Regions from separate parts of the Ovis aries genome. Here region 1 is linked to region 2. Evidence: chromatin contacts called from public Hi-C data. All regions are on one chromosome and are shown on one strand. Each heading gives the region's core, a stretch centred on a gene start, on an enhancer-like site or on the middle of the called end of the contact. The rest is flanking DNA. Distances are from core to core; before and after follow the strand shown. Region 1 has its middle 4.2 kb from the start of TRNAC-ACA. Region 2 holds the start of FAM107B (family with sequence similarity 107 member B).

What was found. Hi-C and Micro-C count contacts between places; a contact is called where the count stands out from the background.
Region 1: a Hi-C map of liver shows a contact between it and region 2, with 3 times the contacts expected there. The contact joins the enhancer-like site here to the promoter of FAM107B in region 2. A contact is called at or near these places in 2 of 16 Hi-C or Micro-C datasets (liver and mixed tissues).

What each region holds. Positions count from the first base shown.
Region 1 is chr13:28,720,431-28,725,555 of ARS-UI_Ramb_v3.0, forward strand. No RefSeq gene overlaps it. Among named protein-coding and RNA genes, the nearest start is that of TRNAC-ACA, 4.2 kb to the right of the region's middle. Within about 2 kb of position 1,356, at least 1 of the 54 cell types and tissues checked has an H3K27ac peak or open chromatin away from gene starts, as enhancers often do. A contact at or near this core is called in liver, where this site is marked.
Region 2 is chr13:28,637,171-28,642,540 of ARS-UI_Ramb_v3.0, forward strand. It overlaps FAM107B (family with sequence similarity 107 member B), which reads right to left and starts at 1,627. Exons shown (of 5, transcript XM_042230569.1): 1 at 1,481-1,627.

The DNA of each region.
Region 1 (5,125 bases), core at 106-2,605, 83 kb after region 2:
AGCAACTGAAATGACTGAGCAGAGAATCAGTTATGATGGTTTTAAAACAAAGTTTTTTTTAAGGGAGAGAGGAAAGGAGAGAGAAAATGTTAAAACACTCGGGGGAAAAAATCTGGGTTATCATCTCAGCTAGTGCTAAGTAAACCCTGTGCATTTTCTCTAGTTTTGAGAAAAGCAGCCCTCATGATTCCCATCTTTTAGACAGTAGGAGCAATCTTTCTCTGCTCGAAGAGCACACATCCATGTGGCCTGTGTGTACATCCTCAAAGAAGGTTAAATAGTTGAATCCCATCCTTCCTTCATCAGATCTTAGAGATTTTGTGGCTTTGGAGGAAAAATCCAATCCCTTTATTTGTTCTAAATGTCTAACTGTTCTAAGAGGCTAACAGTAAAAGTTTGGATAAATTGCCATGCAAAATAAATGTAATAAATGAATCATTCAAAGAAAAAGGAACAGATTTGAACTGGTAGCTGACAAGGTGCTCAAAGTCATAGGAGACTCCTAGTGGACTCCTAGAAAATGATTTCCTACTGTTTATTCTATGTTGAGAGGTTATAGCCCAGCCACAGAAAGGTCCAGAGATACGTCCCTGACAAAACTAGGAAAAAAACAGAGGGAACACAAGTTGGGTAGTTAAAAATTAAACTGGACATAGGTGGAATCAAAACAGAATACAGCCCACAGAATGGGAGAAAATATTTATCCTATATGTCTGATAAGAGATTAATATCCAGAGTAAATAAAGAACTCCTGCAACTCAGCAACAACAAAAACAACCCAATTCAAAACAGGCAAAGAACATATATAGACATCTCTCCAAAACAGATAGACAAATGGCCAATCAGCGCATGAAAAGATATTCAACATCATTGTGTGTGTGTGCGTAGTTGCTCAGTTGTGTCTGACTCTTTGTGACTCCAGGGACCCTAGCCACCAGGCTCCTCTGTCCATGGGATTCTCCAGGCAAGAATACTGGAGTGGGTTGCCATGCCCTCCTGCAGGGGATCTTCCCAACCCAGGGATCAAATCCAGGCCTCCCACACTACACGCAGATTGTTTACTGTCTGAGCCACCAGGGAACATAGTTAATCATTAGGAAAATGCGCATCAAACCACAATGAGATACCACTTCATACCTATTGGAGTGGGCATTATCAAAAAGCAAACAGAAAAACAAGTGTTGGTATGGATGTAAAGAAATTGGAACCCTTGTGCATTGCTGGCGCTCATGTAAAATGGTGCAGCTGCTACGGAAAACATTATGGTGGTTACTCAAAAAGCTAAACGTAGAATTACTCTGTGTGTAATGTGTGTGTGCGTGTGTGCGCCTGTGCGCACGCTTGCTCAATCACTTCAGTCATGTCCAACTCTTTGTGACCCTGTGGACTATAGTCCACCAGGCTCCTCTGTCTTTGGGATTCTCCAGGCAAGAATACTGGAATGGACTGCCATGCTCTCCTCCAGGGGATCTTCCTGACCCAGGGATCAAACCTGGATCTCTGGCATTGCAGAGAGGAGCTACCTGAGGAGCCCATACAATTACCAAAGGACCCAGCAATTCCACTCCTAGGTACACAGCAGGAAAAACTGAGGCAGGGACTTGAATAAGTATTTATACACCCATTTTCACTAGCAGCGTTATTCAATTGCTTTATGTCCATTAGTGTATGAATGGATAAACAAAACGTGATACAGCCATACAGTGGAATTTCAGTCAACCTTTAGAAGGAATGAAATTCTGATGGATGCTACAACATGGGTGAACCTTGAAGACATAACGCCAAGTGCCATAAACCCGACACAGAAGGGCAAATAGTGCACAATTATATTTATATGCGGTGCCTAGAGTAGTCAGTCCAGTACAGAGAGAAAGTAGAATGGTGGTTGCCAGGGGTGGGGGAGGGGGAAATAGAGAGTAAGCGTTTCATGGGTATAGCATTTCAGTTTAGGATGAAGAAAAAGTTCTGTGTGGTTGGTGGGTAAGGTTGCAGAAACCACGGGAGTGTAATTACTTACTGTCACCAAACTGTCCACATAAGAATAGTTTAAATGGTAAATTTCAGGTTCTGTTTATTTAACCACAGTAAAAGAGAGTAAAACTGATTTTAAACAGTCTAGCCCTGACTCTGTCACAGTCACCTCGTGACACACGGAGAGACTGGCCCTTTGGGTTAAGTGCTCATCCCACTTGGCAGCTCAGAGAGCTTGTGTTTCCAGGTACCTTCAGAGATTTCTACTCGGCTCCAAGTCACTGGGACCAAAGAGATGATGGTCACCAGCAGAGTGTCGCCAAGACTGAAGAGAGGTGAACCCGTCCCTACGCAGGGGAAAGTTCCGCCATCCTAGGACCGTGCTCCTCATGGACCACTACTGCTACTCAGGCAACCTTGGCCTCACAAGCGCTCCCCTCCCCTCTGTGACCACCGCGGCTGGGCTAGATTAGGGAGCCATATTAGGGCTGTAAGTAGGAGGACCCAAGTATTTATTCTCCTTTTCTTTTTCGTTCCTCATTCTGCTAAGATCACTTTACTTTTAACATAAACATGGCTCCCTGCTCCCACTCGATCAAAATAGTGAAATATTCATACCTATTGGATTTTTAAAAAAGAGATCCTGGGTCAGTGAATCACAGCTTGTGGAAGAGATACCAAGCTTATGAGAAAGAAAGGATACAAATGCTGACCAGGCAGTGGAGGGCATGGTGCCTGTTCATGGCGAGGAATGGCAGAACCCTCAAGCCCCAGCTTCGCGGGCAAGCGTCCCAGCTCGAGCACTCTGTTCACAGGCTCCTCTCTGCCTCCCATCCTGCTGTCAGTTCGTATGACTGCCCAGTCTCTCCACCTTAGGAGGCCTGAACCCAGTCTGACCATTTCTGTTTCTCTTGACTTGCTGTGCATTTCAGACAGATGTCTGCAGAGATGAAACAGTAGGATGTTTTCCACTTGTTTCATGATCCATGGAGCTGAATTTCTCAAGGTAACAGCCTTTGAAACCAGTGGTAAAAATGCACTATCAAACCATGAAAAGGCATGGAGGAACCTTAAATACAGTTGCTAAGGGAGCAAACTCCAGGAGATGGTGAAGGACAGGGAAGCCTGGCACACTGTAGTCCATGGGATCGCAAGGAGTCAGACAGGACTTAGCGACCTGCAATGAGAAACCTATGCACAGCAGAGTAGCCCCTGCTCACTGCAACTAGAGAAAGCCCACATGCAGCAACGAAGACCTAGTGCAGTACTAAATAAATATTTTTTAAAAGTCTGTTAAACAAAACATATATATACACACACAAATACATGCATACATGCATATATATGGGAGGATTTTAAAAATACACATGCCTCGGCCCCACCCCAAAGGTTCTGATTTGATTTGTTTCCACTGGCACATGTGGGTTTCCCCAAAGTAGTCTGAGGCTTAAAGTCACACTTTGTTGTCAAAGAGCAAGAAATCCCGCAAGTTTACCGACTCAGGACCTGAGCCCATCAGCATCACTTAAGAACAGTGGGTCAAGTCTTCGATACTTGAGGAAGTTGCTGAAACTCAGAGACTGGCTGGAGGCCAAGACCACTGTTAGGGTCACTCTGAGGCTTAAATGATTTCCAAACTCATTGCTGGGAAAGTTTTAAGGAACAAAATGAGCAGAGTGTCAGACAAGAAGATATGAGTTTGGTTTTATTTTTTTCCCTTAAATTTCTTTTTCTCTGAAGTAACTAAGAAGAGCTTTGTTTCAAGACATGAGTCCAAAATTCACATTCACTTTGGATTGCAGTTTCTGGCTATTTCCTTAGTGGTGACTGTGACTAGAAGTGCGCCCACCTTTCCCTTTAGGGTTCTGGTGTCCTCCGACTTTTCTTCCTCAACTCCGGTTTTCCGCAGCAACCCAGGCCTTGGCCACTGAGTTTCCAGGGCACTGAGCTCCTTCCCTCACTCCTCTCCTGTCCCCTGCGCTTCCTCCTCTGTGGACAGGTTTAGAAGCTCACTCAAATCCGTGCTTGCTTCTGACTGATCAGATTAAGGTAACCACACTATTGTAATGGAGGATAATGCCTTATTATGTTACTCCCTCTCAACAATTGACAATATGCACACAAAGCTTCCGTATTCTTTACATCTCTTGGCCCTGAAATTCCATATGTGTCAGCAAAGCTTTATCTCAATGGGTGTTCATTTTACAGCACGGGCTGTATTACATGGAAAACATAAATGTTTGACAGGAGTGTGTGCATGCGTGCTCAGTCATGTTCGAATTTGTGATCCTATGGATTGTAGCCCACCAGGATCCTCTGTCCATGTAATTCTCCAGGCAAGAATACTGGAGTGAGTTGCCATTCCCTGCTTGAGGGAATCTTCCCCACCCAGGGATCAAACCCAGGTCTCTTGCATTGCAGGCAGATTCTTTACTGTTTCAGCCACCAGGGAAGTCCTTGATAGGGGACTGCTCTTCAAAAAAAGCTCCCTGCAATCATTCACCATTTCGGCCCCAAGGAGAGGGGAGAGGGATGCCACTGAGGGTTGGAGGATCTGAGACTTGGGAATGGTCTTTGAGTCGCAAGAAATTAATTAATGCAAATCACTTACTGTGTTTGGAGAAGAGGAAAAGAGTGTGGGGAACTGAGAGGGGGGAAGTATGCAGAGGCTTGTGTTCCATTTTCACTATTCTGCCCTGAAATTCTGAAACAGGGCATGTTAAATGGGTTGAATGGAAAGAGCAGAACATCAGGGTTCATGGTTGCCCAGCCTGGGGGCCCCTGCAAGCTAGGCCCCATGTGGGCCTGGAGTACTGCGAGGTAGGAGGGGCCTCTTGGGGATTCCCAAGACCGTGTTCCTGAACCCCCACAGTCTGTTAGCACAGGGATCCAGCAGGCCTCTGTGTGCCTTGGTATAGCACACAGGGTTAGTGGGCTGGCAGCCTTGGCTCAGGACACACTAGTGACGGCATGCTGGGATCCTAAACCAAGATGCAAATGACTGGACCATTAAACCCAGTGGCTGGAGCCACAGAATAGCTCAAAAGGCCAAAAGAGAGTGTGCTATCTCAGCGGACAGCAGACCCAGGGCAGATCCAGATCCGCCAGTCTTCATTAGAGAGCAGCGAGGGCGCAGATGGCAGCACACAGCTCC
Region 2 (5,370 bases), core at 377-2,876:
GAAATATATTTCAAACAATTTGTTGGCAAAACACTATTGTAGACTAAGGTTATTAGAGATCATATTTTAGACCAATGGCAGTGGTCAAGATTAATAATCAGTAACTCCTTCATTCATTCACATTCATCTACACACACACACACACACACACACACACACACACACTTCACACCAGGGCTGCCAAGCCATAAATGAAGCAAACAAGCCTTTATTCTAGGGTATGTCTGGGTGGTTGGGTACGAGTGACTCTTTTTTCCCTATGTTTCTTTTCAATTTGTTAATAAACATATATAATTTTACACCTAAAAGCTTTAAACTGGAAACTACTAGCATTAAGAAATCTCTAGACATGCACCTCAGATACTATCTCAACTTAAAGCAATTTGTACAGCTGAAATCTCCAACGTGATGAAAGGGGGACACGGTCCGAACAGAAACTAAGTACCTGTTGGCAAGTTAAAAATATAAAGCCTAACAGGCCTTATTCCAATTTTCTATATTCGTCTTGAATATCACACTCATTCTCATCAAAGAACTTTGCTCTACTGTCACTGACTCAAGTCTTCCCGCAAAAGGCAGGCTATGGTATCTTACTACAGAGAAGATCTGCCATTTATCCTCTATGGGATTCCTCTTCATATTTCAGAAGGACTGACTGTTACCATTCCCTATAAAGCTCGTCAAAACTTGGCCAGAGGCATCCACGCTATTCCAGAGAGGACCCGAAGATGCTCGGGGAAGGAGTTATGAGAATCAAAATTTTAGGACTCCTTGGGTACAGACGCCACCCAACATACTGGGTTCACTGGAGCAGTAAGAGCGGAGCGGAGAGGAGACAGAAATGGAAAAGTTACTTGCAGGCTGTTTGGGAAACAGTGCCCCGATCACCCTTCAACCAGCGGCGCAACACCCCCCCTCACCCCCCGCGGCCCCTCCTTTGTTTGTCCAGGCAGAGGCTCCGCGGCGGCCAGGGCTGCGAGGGGCGAGCCGGGCGCCCCGGGCTCGGCATCTGGCCGCGCGCGGCGCAGCCGGTGGGCAGCGCATCCCTCCAAGCAGGGTCTCTCCATTTTCAGGGCCGAGGAAGCAACAATAAGCCGAGCGGAGCGGCCGCCCAGGCTCGCCTCCCTGGCGGCGCCCCCCGTATCCCCTGCACCCCCGGGCACTGGGGACTCCTCGCACGCGGGCCCTGCCACGCCCCGACCCCGCACCCCGGACCTGTCCCCTGCACCGCGCGGGGTGGCCGGGGCTCCCCGCAAGCCCACCGCCCTGCGCACCGTAACCCCCCAACCCCCGCACGCCAGGACCCCCACCCCAGCGCCAGCCGCCGGGAGGGGAAGCCTGGCGGCCCTTCCCACCCCGGGAAAGCCTCGCGCCGGGGGTCAGAGCAAGGTGGGCGGCCGCGCCGTAGCCCTGGCGGGCACCCCGCCTCCCCTCAGCTCCCAGTCTTTGTGTGCAAAGTAAGTGCTGGAGGCGAACCCACCTCGGCGCGCGCACAAAGGCGCGCGGCTCCCTCCCCGGCGCTCGCTCCGGGCGGCCGCGGCGGCACCCAGCGGCCCAACAGCTGAGAGCGGCCCGGGCGGCGGTTCTGACGGCGGCTGCTACCCGTCCGGCGCTGGGCGGCTCTTTCACACCCCGCGGCCCGGAGCTTCCGAATTAAGCGGCGGGGCGGGGCGGGGGCGGGGCGAGGTTGCCGAGGCCACGCCCTCGGACACGCCCCGCCGCGCTGGCTGGAGCTCCGCGCTCCGGACCGGGGCCCACTAGGGCTATACCGGGAAAAAGTCAGCGGGTTTGGTTCCGGAGGTTTTCCTTCTGTGGTTTTAGTTTGGTTCGCTTTGGGAACTCTCGAAGGAGAGAGAATACTGTATTGGAACAAAAAACTGAGTATCACCAGATGAGGGAAATGGGAAATTAAATTACACACACACAGCCCGCCACCACTACCACCACCCCCGCAAGCACAAGCACTGTGGAGTGTTTGGCTGCTGCTGTCTGGATTCAAGCTTCCCCGTTAAAGTCCTGCCAACACGTCTCCAGAGAAAACTCAAAGGGACAGGGAATCAGATTTGTTTTGTAACTGTACAAATTTACTGGCCAACCAGGGCCTGAAATCCAGAGACCGGGTAATTTGTTCAGACTCCTCCTCCTCATTCATGAAAGGGTATTTAAATTTATAGGAAAGGAGAAAAAGGTTTGTTTTGCCTCTTTTCTTTTTTCCTCTCAAGTTTTCATTTTTCTCAGCTCTCTTAGAGCGAATTGCTTTTCTGACCAACCCTAAGACTCTTAGATTACAATCTACCTGAATCACAGCAGGTTAAAAAAAATAAAAAGTTGGGGGAGGTATCTGTTTCAGGGTAACAAACAATAAAGACAACAGGTAATGGCTTTTAGATCAAAAGATTTTAATTTTCTTGGCCGCAGATGAATAAGCACTTATTTATGGGCAAACCTTTCTGACCAAAACAGCTTGGGTCATGATCACACAAAAAAGTCATATCAATTATGGGTTTTGGTAAACCAGTTGGGACTTCCCCGGTGGCTCAGGGGTAAAGAATTTACCTGCCAGTGCAGGAGACTCCGCTTCCATCCCTGGGTTGGGAAGATCTCCTGGAGAAGGAAATGGCAACCCCCTCCAGTATTCTTCGTTGGGATAATCCCGTGGACAGAGGAGCCTGGCAGGCTACAGTCCATGGGGTTGCAAAGAGTCTCGTACATAATTTAGCAACTGAGCACACGAACCAATAACTTCCTCCAAAGATGCTCTGAAGTCACAACACTTTAGAGTTTGGTCATCCCTAGGCTCTGAAGCCAGCTGGCAGCGGGGTGGGGGGGGGGGGGGCGGGGATCACCTGCCACAGGATTTTTTTTTGTTGTTGTTGTTGTTGTTTTTTGTTTGTTTGTTTGTTTTTTTATTTTTGCCACAGGATTTAGAGAGACAGTGTCTTCCAAGCCCAAAAATTCACCTGTGTGAACTTTATCCACTCTGTTCCCCACAAGTCTTCCTTCTCTCCCGTTCTTAGGTTGTGTAGGCTCTGCTCTTGACAATGGATCCACCAGTCACGAAACCAGAATCTGGGATCTGGCCTAGATTTTCCCCATGCCCACATGGGACTCAGTTCTCCATGATGCCTTGATGGCTCTCCCTGCCCCCATCCCTCCGGTTCTACCACAGCTGGCCTTTGGGCTCTGTCATCACCCTGTAGCAGTAGCCTCCCAATATCCCCAGCCTCCCATCTCACACATGCTTTTCCTCCAGATTGCTTCCCCAGTGAAATTTCAAAGTTCCAATCTGCTCTTAAAACCCTTAGCTAGTGGGAAGCTACTATATAGCACAGGGGGCTCAGCTCCGTGCTCTGTGATGACCTAGAGGGGAGAGATGGGGAGGGCAGGAGCAAGGCTCAAGAGGGAGGGGGTATATGTATATATATATACACACACACACATAGCTGATTCACCTCAATGTACTGTAGAAACAAACATATCGTAATACAATTACATTCCAATTAAAAATAAATAAAATAAAAAGTCCTTTAAAGGATGTCCAATTCCTACTACATGACCCAGTTCAAGTTCCTTCACACAGTACCCCATAGAGCAACACATTTTTTGATGTCACCTTGATGACCTTCCTGGGGTCTTTCTACTTCCTCCAAACACATACCCATGGCTCCACTCAGCCAGAGTGCTATATTTGCTAAATGGCCCTATTTTGTGACTATGAGGACTGCATGAAAGAATCAGTCACCTGCTGGCTTTTCTACATGCCTCCCCTCTGCCTAGCACACCTCCCCACCCCAACCCCCAAGAGCTCCTCTCCTCTCTGAAACCCAGGTTCCTCTGAGAAGACTTCCTAACTTGTTCAAACTGAATGGACTTTTTCTGCATCCCCCATACCTAGTATGATCTTATAATTAGTGCACGAATTATAAATATGTGCCCTCCTTGAGCAGAGTTTATACTTGATAGATATACATATCTTCACAGATATACATAGCCTCCTGCTTAACCTAGTGTCTGGCATATAAGAAATGTTAGGGACTGAATTATGTCTTCCCCAAATTCGTATGTTGAAACCCAAACCCTAATGTGACTATGTCTGGAGATAGGGCCTTTAGGAAGGTTAAACGAGGTCATGAGAGTGGGGACCTAATCCAGTAAGACTGGTGACCTTTTAAGAAAAGGAAGAGATACCCGAGGTCTCTCTGTCTCTGTCTTTGTGTGTGTGTGTGTGTGAGGCCATGAGAGAACACAGCCAGAAGACAGTCATCCGCAAGCCAGAAAGAGCTTCAGCAGAGACCAACTCTGCCAGCACCTTGATCTTGGACTTTCAGGCTCCAGAACAGTGAGAAATGTGTCTGTGGTTTAAACCACTGTTACGGCAGCCTGAGCAGAAGGATGCCTTAAATTTTAGACTCTAACCCTGGAAAAGCACTGACCCACCAGTGAGTCTATAACGTCCCCTCAAAGCAGCCTGGACAAACGTTGATGATGCCAGGACAATGGACAAAGTGTCTAGATGTGATAAGTGACCGTGCAGTCTCTTCCCTGCCCTGGAGAGAAAGAGAAACATGCAGCTTATTCCCTAGACTGGGGTATTAATGTCCAGAAGCTCTCAGCCTCTTCCTTACCTTTGTATCAAGAACCATTACTTCTTCTAAACCAAAAACAATAAGAGGAGATCAAATATTTACTTTGCACTTCTTGAGTCAAAGCTTTATTAAAAGATAGGACGCCAATACTCATTCATTAAGTCTACGGTTTGGGGCTTCTATTATATTTCGCATTCCTGAGAATCTTAAGGAGATCTTAATTCAGATAGGATCAAATATCCAATTTGGCTTGGGACCCCTGAAGGCACTGTGGGTGGAACCCGGAAATAAGAACTTAAAGGTTATGGACTAGGACTTCCCTGGTGGTACAGTGGATGAGAATCCACCTGTCAGTGCAAGGGACACGGGTTGCATCCCTAGTCGGGAAAGATTTCACATGCCTCAGAGTAACTAAGCCTTCATGCCACAACTACTGCACCTAAAGTCCATGCTCCACAATAAGAGAAGCCTCCACAGTGAAAAGCCCACACACCAGAAAGAAGAGTAGCCCCCACTCACTGCAACTAGGGAAAACTGGTACCCAGCAACAAAGACCCAGAGCAACCAAAAAGAAATGACTTTTAATTTTAAAAGGGTTATGGACTAGAGTGTTGGGGCTTCCCGGGTGGCAATCACCTGCAAGTAAGACAAAGGTTTGATCCCTGGGTTGGGAAGATCCCCTGGAGAAGGAAATGGCAGCCCACTCCAGTATTCTTATCTGGGAAACCGCATGGACAGAGGAGCCTGGCGGGCTACAGTCCATGTGATCGTACAGATTCAGACA